Regions from separate parts of the Zea mays genome. Here regions 1, 3 and 4 are each linked to region 2. Evidence: chromatin contacts called from public Hi-C data. All regions are on one chromosome and are shown on one strand. Each heading gives the region's core, a stretch centred on a gene start, on an enhancer-like site or on the middle of the called end of the contact. The rest is flanking DNA. Distances are from core to core; before and after follow the strand shown. Region 1 holds the start of LOC100284984 (pectinesterase-1). Region 2 holds the start of LOC103643584 (probable glucomannan 4-beta-mannosyltransferase 2). Region 3 has its middle 66 kb from the start of LOC100275567. Region 4 holds the start of LOC100275567.

Evidence for each region. A called contact is a pair of places that touch in the nucleus more often than the background predicts.
Region 1: a contact with region 2 is called in a Hi-C map of leaf, with 3 times the contacts expected there. The contact joins the promoter of LOC100284984 here to the promoter of LOC103643584 in region 2. A contact is called at or near these places in 2 of 25 Hi-C or Micro-C datasets (leaf and tassel).
Region 3: a contact with region 2 is called in a Hi-C map of leaf, with 7 times the contacts expected there. The contact joins the enhancer-like site here to the promoter of LOC103643584 in region 2. A contact is called at or near these places in 7 of 25 Hi-C or Micro-C datasets (bundle sheath, ear, leaf and 1 more).
Region 4: a contact with region 2 is called in a Hi-C map of leaf, with 6 times the contacts expected there. The contact joins the promoter of LOC100275567 here to the promoter of LOC103643584 in region 2. A contact is called at or near these places in 9 of 25 Hi-C or Micro-C datasets (bundle sheath, ear, endosperm and 2 more) and 1 of 3 datasets of contacts at active chromatin or transcription factors (leaf).

The regions. Positions count from the first base shown.
Region 1 is chr1:248,107,315-248,110,014 of Zm-B73-REFERENCE-NAM-5.0, forward strand. It overlaps LOC100284984 (pectinesterase-1), which reads left to right and starts at 1,331. Exons shown (of 6, transcript NM_001157879.1): 1 at 1,331-1,871; 2 at 2,271-2,375; 3 at 2,474-2,551; 4 at 2,650-2,700. The coding sequence starts at 1,605.
Region 2 is chr1:248,254,229-248,256,928 of Zm-B73-REFERENCE-NAM-5.0, forward strand. LOC103643584 (probable glucomannan 4-beta-mannosyltransferase 2) reads right to left here and starts at 1,330. Exons shown (of 9, transcript XM_035964290.1): 1 at 749-1,330; 2 at 1-17.
Region 3 is chr1:248,456,115-248,458,814 of Zm-B73-REFERENCE-NAM-5.0, forward strand. No RefSeq gene overlaps it. Among protein-coding and RNA genes, the nearest start is that of LOC100275567, 66 kb to the left of the region's middle. Within about 2 kb of position 1,292, at least 17 of the 20 cell types and tissues checked have an H3K27ac peak or open chromatin away from gene starts, as enhancers often do. A contact at or near this core is called in bundle sheath, ear, leaf and 1 more, where this site is marked.
Region 4 is chr1:248,390,403-248,393,102 of Zm-B73-REFERENCE-NAM-5.0, forward strand. It overlaps LOC100275567, which reads left to right and starts at 1,310. Exons shown (of 2, transcript NM_001371655.1): 1 at 1,310-1,622; 2 at 1,853-2,700. The coding sequence starts at 1,515.

The DNA of each region.
Region 1 (2,700 bases), core at 81-2,580, 150 kb before region 2:
CGGTGCGACAGCGGAGAGGAGCGAGATCGAGGGCGAGAGTTTGGGGCAGCGAGAGCAGAGGATAGGAGAGGAAAGGAAGAGAGCAGATCCTCACCGGGGAGAAGGCAGCAGGGAGGGTCGTCGTCGGGGCTGTGCGTCGCCGCCGTGCCGGTCGCGTCAAAGCCGCCGTCGCGTCGGTCGCGTGTGTCCAGGCTTCGATCCGGAGGGTACCACACAAGGGTTGGTTCCGGGCCGTGAGGTGAAGGAAAATTTTAATCCGGGTCAGTTTCCATTCCAATTCGGGCTGAAACGAACAATATAAATAAGTTCTACCAAATTTCAAACCAGGCCCATTCGTTCCACCCGGAACAAGGCCTGGAATGGGATGATCCTCTGGAAACGAACGAGGCCTCAGGAAATAGCATCTATTTTCAAGCAATTTGTAGAACAACACATGTTTCACTAAATTAATTCGAAAACAACACTCCATCTATATTTTGCATTCCTTTATTACTTACACCACATACAAATGGACCAAATTACCCCTATTCATTTCACAACCATATTTTTTACCTCTTCTGTTCATAAGAAAAACATAAATAGATAAAATATATGAGCTCCATTTTTATAGTGTTAAACATACAAATAGGCACATATTTTTTTACGAAGGAAGAAGCTTAGATTTAACCGTTGAACTTCAAACACAGGTATCTTCAGCATCAAACTATTAAAAGTAAACATACTTGGTTCACAGCAAGGTCTTCGACTGTACTCCCTCCATTCTTTTTTTATTTGACGTGTTTTTTTTTCAAAAACATCAATCATTTGTATCATTCAAAAAATTTATATGTTCTATAAAAATTACTCCCTCTATCCCAAAATATAGTTTTAAAATTCAACGGTTAAAGCTAGACGTTGTCCTTTATAGAATATCTATGTTTAATTTATTTGTATGTTTAACACCATGCTTAATAATATAGAAATAGAGCTCATATATTTGTATACATTTATGTCGTTCTTATGGATAAAATAGAAAAAAAACAAGGGTGGAAAATAGGGGCAATTTGGTCCATTTGCTAGTGAGGTGAAAATAAAAGAATGAATAATATAGATGGAGTGTAGTTTTCTAAATTTATTTAATGAAACTGGTACTATTTTTTGAATTGCTGGAAAACGAGCGATATTTTCTAAATACTGTCTCAAACTAGTGTTGTTTTGTGGATTCTTCCCACTTTTGTTGGCTAGCGAGAATTCACACGCTGATCTCCTCGTAACAAAATTTGACCCACTTGTCAGCCGATCCCGTCAACGGTTTGTTTGAACTAATAGCTGTTGGAACGAAGCGGCTGGAAGAAAATGTTCCTCGCAAAGTTTGGCTGACGGCACCCACCGCCCACAGAAGCGCACCTCTGTTCTTTGGTGTGTGGCCGTGTGGATTCAAAACCGCTGACCGGCCGCTTATTTAAGCCCTTGCCCCGCCGGTTTTCTCTTCTCCCGTCGGCGCTGGTCCACGCGGCTCCAACACCTGCCTGCCTGCCTGATTCTTACACCAACCAACCACGCGCGCCAAGCCGAATTCGTCTTCCACCGATCCGCCCCGCCCGTTTCCCATTGCTTAGCTTGCTATGGCGCAGCAGCAGCCGGTGCGGCGGATTCTGAAGGTGGCACCGCCGGGGAAGGGGGACGGGGAATCCTTCCCCACGGTGCAGGCGGCGGTCGACGCGGTGCCGCTGGGCAACCGGGCGCGCGTCGTCATCCGCCTCGCGCCGGGGGTCTACAGGGAGCCTGTCTACGTCGCCAAGACCAAGAACTTCATCACCGTCGCGGGGGCCTCGCCCGAGGCCACCGTCGTGTCATGGGACAACACCGCCACGCGCATCAGGCACTCGCAGGTACGCCGCGGCGTCTGCTCCCTTCTCCGCCTGCCTGCGTCCAGCTCGACGAAATGCCCGACAGGCTTGTGTGCATGTGCTACGGTCGCTATGATTAGTAGGTCCCAAGGATCGGATTTTAGCTGAGCTGATTAACGTAAACCTTTCTTAGCTTCCGCCACATAGTTTGATCAAAGTCATGCAGATGTTTGGAGTTTTATCATAAGATGCATGTGTCTTCACATTAAAAGCAGACACAATACTGCTGGTGCATATGCATATATATAGAGACAACCAAGAAACTGTTCCTGCATGGTTTCACCAATTTCATTCCTCGAAATGTGCTTAATATTTTGACTAATTCTTATTTACATATCTCATAACGATGAACTGCTGCTGTTTTCTTTTTCTCTCATAAAGTCATCCAGGGTTATAGGAACTGGAACATTCGGCTGTGGTACGTTCATCATTGAGGGGGAAGATTTCATTGCAGAGAATATCACGTTTGAGAACTCAGCTCCCCAGGTACTGGTTCTACGCTTCTTGTTCTCCTGGCACAAACAGAAACAGATGATCATGGGATCGGAAGTTGATGTGTGCTTGCTAACTAGTCATGATCACAGGGCTCTGGGCAGGCCGTTGCAGTCCGGGTAACCGCAGATAGGTGTGCTTTCTACAACTGCCGGTTCCTCGGTTGGCAAGTACGTACGTCTGTCTCCTTAGCTCCTGACTCAACAACAACCACAGATATAATTTTTAGTAACATTTGGAAACTCTAATTCTAATCAAAATTTAACAGGACACATTATACTTACACTACGGGAAACAGTACTTAAGAGACTGTTATATT
Region 2 (2,700 bases), core at 80-2,579:
ATGGATAGCTTGTACACCTGTACAAAGAAACAAGCATTGCAATGATCCGGTGTCAAATTCTATAACATTGCAAGACGCACAAGAACATTGTTCAGACATCTAGGAAAACTACGGTTTTCTAGTGTTGTTAGTCTACTGCCAGCAATGCAAAGAAAAGACTAATCATGCATTAGTGACAGTGTCAGTACAGCAAGGAAAACGAGACTGTCCCCATCCATCTTAATACCACTGGTTTCCTTTAATTGACACTAGGATAGCTCGAGCAGACACTGCATTGTGCTCCACTTGTCCTCATTAATAGGATTCCTTTTCCTTTCTTTAGGCGCCCATGGTATTTTTCAGGTTTCATTTCATAACTGAACCACAATGCCGTCACTTGTATCATGATTGCACTAACCAAAGGAGCGTACGCGTAAACAGTGGAGCCCATTTCTGATACTAGCTCCACCTTACGACTTGAGAGTTGAGAAAGTACAGTACAAACACATCGAGAGACTTGTTCCTTTGAATCCATAATAAACTTCCCATCTCATTCAGAAACAGGAGGAAGGACCCCTGGACCCAAAATGCTCAGAAAATATCAGCATGATCCACGTCCAAAAAAAACCTCGGAATAAACTCATAACGCCGCATACTGCCTACGGTTATACAATCTAGCGACCGCGACGTGTAACAGGGAGAAAATGGGCCAGCAATTAATCAGGTCACAACACATGTAGCTTGTGCCCAAAAGTAGAACGCTCCCCACCTCCCGCTCGTTGTACATCGGGATCTGCACGAGCACCATGGGGAAGTCCGCCCCAGTGGCCGCCTCGACGTCGCAGCCTCCGGGCATGGGCTCCCAGCGGTACCTCGCGTCCGGGCGGCGCCACAGCATCGCGGCGGCGGAGGCGAGGCTGGCGAGGCCCATGTACGCGGCCTCGGCGACGAGCATCGCCGACGCCGCGAGGCACGCCCACACCGCCGCCCGCAGCGCCCACGCAGCGGCCGCGAGCGCCGGAACCGCCCAGGCCGCCATCTGGATGGGGGTGCCTTGCTTGGAGCGGACGGAACGGGAGGAGTGGGAGTGCGTGCGCCGCGTGCAGCAGCTCTGCCTGCGTGCGCTTTTTTGTTTTGTATTGAAAGGGAGGGGGGTTCCAGTAGTGGTGGTGGTGGTGGTGGTAGCGGTAGCGGTAGCTGGGGTCTGTGGTGTGGATGGCGGTGGCTGAGAGCGAGCGGCCCGCAACGCGATCGAGGAAGAGGAGGGAGGACATTTTGGATTGGATGTGGGGAAAGTTGCCAGGACGGATGTCCCCCGCTCCCGCTGGAATGGAATGCGCTTCCTGTACATGTGGGATACGATCTTTCTTGTTTCGATGACATAGGCTGGGCTCGATTTGCCTGGACCATACCCGCTCGGTGTTTGGTTTGAGATCTCACGAGTGAATAGTGACTGGCCCATAACGAGGGGATGGGCGGCCCGAGCAGTAGATAGGGTGGCCGTTGCCTGTTAGTCAGGTTAAAGTGTATTGTTTCTTATAATTTTTTTCCTTTTTTGCGTATACCATGATCTAACTTGCGGAGCAGCAGATTTATTTTATTTTCGGGCAGTTTATAGAGTCACGATCTTTGATTTGTTATCCTCACATAACTACCTTGTCTACTACTTATTAAAACTACAAGAGGTAGCATGCCTCCCCTGATTCTGCCTATGTCCTGTCCAACCCTGACCACCAAAAACCTCCGTCCATCCACCCACAACAATATCCCGTCCATCCACTGCATGTTGTTATAGGTGTACATTCGGGCCGCCCGGCCCGGCCCGGCCCAAGCCCGAAAAGGCCCGTATTATTTGAATTTCGGGCCGGCCCGGCCCGTTTGAATTTTGGGCCGTGCCGGGCCGGCCCATGGGCCTAGCCCTCGGCCCACGGCCCGGTCCGTAATTGCTTAAACGTGTCGGGCTCATTTCGGGCGGCCCGAAATTATAAAAGCCCGAAATTCAATTTTTGGCCCGAAATTCACATTAGGGCCCGAAATTCAGTTTTTGGCCCGAAATTCACATTAGAGCCCTAAATTCAAAAAATAATAAAACAAATAAAAGATAAGACAAATAAATTTGAACAAAATCAAACTTAATATTTGTATTAATTAAAGTTACCACAGCTATGCAATGACTACCTCATTTATAAATCATTTGTTAGAAGGAAAAAGAGTATAACCAGCTCTATACAAAGTTCGTAAGTTCAGTTTATTGTCTAATGTTCATAACAAAAGCAAAAATTACATCACACACTCTAATTCAAAGCTACAAAAAATATCTAACTAGCATTATCTCTAGCTTTATGTTCTTTATCAAGTATATGAAAGTGTGAAATTAAGTGTGGTTTTAATAAATATATGGGCCTTTTCGTGCCTCTATATGGGCCATTTCGTGCCTGCCTTAAACGGGTCGTGCCCGTGCCCGCCCATGGGCCGTGACCTCGGCCCAAACCCGGCCCGATATAACGGGTCGTGCCGGCCCGGCACTAAATTATTTCGGGTCGTGCTGTGCCTGGGCCGTGCTTTTTTTCCGTGCTTCGGGCCGGCCCATCAGGCCCGACCCAAATGTACACCTATACATGTTGTGCCCACCCCCGCCCCCTCTATCCTCATCCCCAAGCTGTCAACAACCTCCTCGCCATCTGCCGCACTCCACCAACAACCGCCCATGCCATCTGCGCT
Region 3 (2,700 bases), core at 42-2,541, 200 kb after region 2:
TATACTAATCAATAATAACTTCATGATGTACAGTTATATATGGTTGATCATTAATAAACTTGATGTTAGTAAGTAGTATTTTTAGAACTTCAGTACCAACTACATGCATATTGTTCAATACTAACTATAGATTGGTTAGTACTAACTATAGATTGAACAGTAATAACTACATATTGCTAAGTAACAACTAGATATTGTACTGGATACATATATATCATTCAGTAATATTTTTAGATTTGACAAACCATTGTTATGTTGTATGTTATTTTTTCGCAGGAAAAAGTACAACAACATCTTGCTCAGGGCACGTATCCTCTACTCCATGTTGTTTCATTTCATGAACAAAGCAAAAAAGGCATTTCCCTATTACCCTAGAGAAGTATGATCCTCCGTCGCTCTTCCCATTTCAAGACGTGCCTAGCTCAGCCCTAAATCGTTAAAAACAATATTATTTGTGTCATATGTAGTACAACTTCCTAATGTGATGGGATGTAAAAAACACATACATTTCTCTCCCTTGCGTGGGTTTTGTGAACTTATTTATACTACCAAACAGAAGGGAAATTGTTCGGATTATTATTTACGAAATGTTCGGTTATTATTGAAGCAATGTTTGGATATTACTAACGGTTTTTTCGGTACTACAAAGAAACGATCAATTATTACAAAAAGAACATTCGGTTTTTTAATCAAGAAACGTGCGTTTATTACCGACAGTTTTTAGGGCACTACAGAGAAAACATCAAGTTTGTTTTTTACTGCAAAATCACACGTTTATTACCGCAAGAACGTATGGCTTGTTACTCAAGAAACGTGTGTTTATTACCGATAGTTTTTCCTGAGTACTATAGAGAAAAGGTAAAGCTTGTTTTTTTAACTGAAAATCGTGTGTTTATTACTGAAGAAATACTCGATTATTACTGGCGAAAGTTCAATTATTACCGAAGATTTCGAACCACTAATGAATACCATCGCACCCAAAAAATGCACACGAAGTTACTTCATCATGTACAAAAAAGGAAAAAGTGATGCTATATATATTGCATCATGATAGATTTTGAGTGTGCATTATGTTGAATTTGTAATTCAAGTTTTATCATAATCAGAAAGAATAGAAATTAGAAAAGAAATAAGAAATAGAAAATAAAAAGGAGCTCTTACCTTCCTGGGCCAGCTTCTCCACCTTCCGGCCTAGATCCCCGCACCCGCGAAGCCCATCTCCAGCCAGCCCACACCATGCCAGCCTTGCTCGTCCGCACATCTCAACCTAGGACACGCGCCGATATGTGGGCCCCACTAGCCAGTCTTCCAGCCACGCTCGTACACCACTTGTCTTCACACATCGACAGACCTATGGGGTCCTAGCGACATCCTCAATACCCACCCAACACACACAGATGAGAGCACCTAGAGGGGGTGAATAGGTGATCCAATAAAATTCAACTCAAATAGCCACAAAACTTAGTTATTAAAGTTAGAACGGCTAAGTGGCTTGAAACGAGCTCTTGTGAACACAGACAATCAAAGAGAAAGCACACAAGAGACACGCAATTTTTATCCTGTGGTTCAGCCAAGTAACACTTGCCTACTTCCACGTTGTGGCGTCCTAATGGACGAGGGTTGCACTCAACCCCTTTCAAGTGATCCAATGATCAACTTTAATACCATGGCTTTCTTCCTTAGTCTTTTCTCCCGTTTGCGAGGAATCTCCACAACCTGGAGCCTCTCGCCCTTACAATAATGATCACAAAAGAAGCACAAAAGTAAGGGAGGGGAGAGCAACACACACAAGACTCAAATCACAGCACAATCACGCACACAAGTCACAACTTGAGCTCAAAACACAACTCTCGGAGTTCACAACTCAAATGGAGCTCAAGTCACTATATCAAGGAATCAAATGCGCGAAGTTGGAGTCTTGGAGTCTTAGAATGTTTCTCGTAAGCTTGGGTGACTCCTCCATGCGCCTAGGGGTCCCTTTTATAGCCCTAAGGCAGCTAGGAGCCGTTGGAGGCCAACAAGGAAGGATATCCTTGCCTTCTGTCGGGTGGTGCACCGGACAGTCCGGTGCGCCACCGGACAGTCACTGTAGACGGTCCGGTGTCGATCTCCTTCCTATTCTAGCGCATACGACCGTTGCATCTCCGGGCCAGATGGCGCACACCGGACAGTCCGGTGCCCCCTACCGACCGTTGGCGTGGGCCACACGTCGCCCGTGGATTGCGCGGCCGACCGTTGCGCTGGCGACCGTTGGCTCACCGGACAGTCCGGTGCACCACCGGACAGTCCGGTGAATTATAGCCATACGCCGCCGATTTTTCCCAAGAGTGGCATGTTCACCGGACACTGTCTGGTGCACCACCGGACAGTTCGGTGTGCCAGACCGAGCAGGACTTCGGCTGCACCAAGCCAAGTCATTTGCAATTCTTTTCTTCTCACTGTTTCTAGCACTTAGATAAAACATATTAGTACTTAAAACTATGTACTAAGTCTAGAAACATACCTTCTCTTCGATTTGCACTTCTCTCTTCATTTAGCATATAAGAACTTATTTAAATGTGTTGGGCACTTAATCACCAAAATATAATAGAAATTGCCCAAGGGCACATTTCCCTTTCAACAGAACACTAACATGTGGCACTACAAGAGCTACAGTCATTTTCGGCGGACAGAAGCCACTGAAAATAAGGCCTTTGCCGC
Region 4 (2,700 bases), core at 60-2,559, 140 kb after region 2:
ATGGCAGCACTGCCACCAAACAAGGCCAGAGCATCCTCTTATTCGTTATGGTCTTTGAGCCGGTACTCCTCCTCCACAACGGCCGGATCAATATCATCGTCCATGCCATAGAAAGCTAGACCAGCGAAACCCCCACTGTCTGTCCAGCTCCTCTTCAGCGACTTTGGTCCCTCGACGTCTAAGCGGCACCTTCACAAGAATGATACCTACAAAGAACAAGAAGATCTGGAAAAGAACAACAATGCGAGGAGGAGGAGGAGCACGATACAAAGAGTAAGAACTCACCTATGTAGCAGGAGCACTTGAGACGCCCGAGTGGTTGCGAGCACCACCGCGAGGAGGAGGAGCACCGTCGTTGGGCTAAGAGGAAGCTAGGATGGGGATTAGGGTTCGGGATGTGAGAGTATGGAAGGGGATGAGAGGAGATGAGGGGAAAGAGAGGAGATTCGATATTATAGATGTCCAAACAAGCAGTCGCTGGCAACCATCACGCGTCGGTCGTCGCCGTCGTCGGGCAGTTGAGCCTGGAGAGGCGATTTCACCGTCCGCCAGAAGAGGAGGGAGAGGGATTTAGGGTTTCCACAACGGATGCAATGAGGGAGTATGGGGGTGTCGGGGGAGTCGGGTGTGGACTGTGCCGCGTATATGCAGAGGGGGAGCAGGGGAGTCGGGATGGCTTTCGTGCCACTTGTTATCCCGTGTCGAGCCGGGCCGAGCATGGCGTGCCGACCCGGGCCGAGCACGGCGTGCCGACCATGGAGCCCAAACACAGCACGGTCGCCGTGCCGGCCGGCCCGAGCCCAATGTCCACTGTGTCGGGCCGATTTCGTGCTGGGCTAAAATAGTGTCGGGCTTCGAACCAAACAGGTGGAACCAAACAGGTGGCACCCGTGAACCAAACAGGTGGCATCACTATCCGTGAGCAATCTAACGAGGCCACTAATTTTTCACTCACCGCCTCCAGCTCCCATAGCATTACAACTGCTATAACATATATACAACCTAGGGGGAGCTTTAGCGAAACCGCTGCCTACACTACACACGTCCTCGCTCTGCAGTGCACGTTGTGTTGTGGTTGTGGGCAGAAAAAGAAAAGAGAAAGAGGAAACGATCGTGGCAGCGTGGGAAGGCACAGCCAGGTGTCCGACGACGGCGACGCGCGGGGCGAAAAAGGCGAAGGGCGAGCGAGGAGGAGAATCAAATAACGCAGCCCGGAGGCCACAAGACGAGCTTGTGGCTGTGCGCCCCTCGCCGTGGCCCCCACCCACCTTCTTCCCCTCTTATACCCTCCCCTGCCGCCCACGGCCAGGCCAGAGCAGATATCATCCGTTCGTTTGTTTGCCCTTTTTTGCCGGCCTCCTCGTCTCTTCCGGTTCCGGCTACAAGTGAAGTGAGCTCGGCCGTCTGTTGCCTAGCGTGCTGCTTCGTTCGTCGTTGGCTTGCAGCAGCTTGCCGAAGAGAAGAAAGCAGCAGGCCCGGAGCTTTCTGTTTGTTTGGATCCGAGTGAGAAGAAGATGGTGGCCGAGTGCCACGGAGGAGGAGGAGCAGCAGCAGGAGGAGGGGACTTTCTCATCAAGCTCTTCGGGATGACCATCCCCGTGCCGGAGTGCGGCGACGCCAAGGTTGGACGATTTTATACATAAATAATCTTGTTTGCTGTGTTAATTAATTGTTTTCCTGCTGTCTTCAGTTCATTTAATTAATTGTTTTACTTCTCTTGTTTATGATACAACACAACCGGTAGATCTGTAGCCTTGTGTGCAATTAAGGCGTATGAAATCCCAAATTTTACAACTGTTTTCCGACATGTACGTACGGGAGCTGATCAAATGAAATTTTATCTTTCTACTAGGATCTTCAGCAGAGCAAGAGCAACAGGTGGACCGAGCAGGATCAGGATTCCCATGGCCTGGAGACCGCGCCCGCGCCCGCGCACACGGACACCTCCGACCCGTCCCCGCAGCCGGAGGTCGTGGACGCCGAGGACCCCACGGAGACGCAACAGAGGCCCTGCAACGGCGACGGCGACGGCGATGCTGCCGGCCAGAGGGAGAAGCTGAAGAAGCCCGACAAGGTGCTGCCGTGCCCGCGCTGCAACAGCATGGACACCAAGTTCTGCTACTTCAACAACTACAACGTCAACCAGCCGCGCCACTTCTGCAAGAACTGCCAGCGGTACTGGACGGCCGGTGGCGCCATGCGCAACGTGCCCGTGGGGGCCGGCCGCCGCAAGAACAAGAACGCCGCCGCCTCGCACTTCTTCCAGAGGGTCCGGGCGACCAACGCCACGGTGCTCAGCTTCGGGGGCCATGGCGGCGCGCCTCCTGCTGCCCGCTTGGACCTGGACCTCGCCGAGCAGCTGAGCCACCAGCTGGCCCCGGTCAGGAGCGCCGGCGACGCGGGCCGCCCTTGCAGCGAAGGATCGAGCAGCAGGGACGGCAACGGCAGCAGGTCTTCTGTAGACGAAGCTGCAGCAAACGCAGACGACGGGTCAGTGCAGCAGCACCCAGGCCCAGCAAGCATGAACAGCAGCGGGGCAACCGTGTGGCCGCCGTACAGCTGCGCCCCAGCTCCGGCGGCGTACTTCCCCCAGGGCATCGCGATTCCGATCTACCCGGCCGCACCGGCCTACTGGGGCTGCATGGTTCCCGGAGCTTGGAGCCTGCCATGGCCGGTGCAGCACCCGTCGTCGTCGTCGTC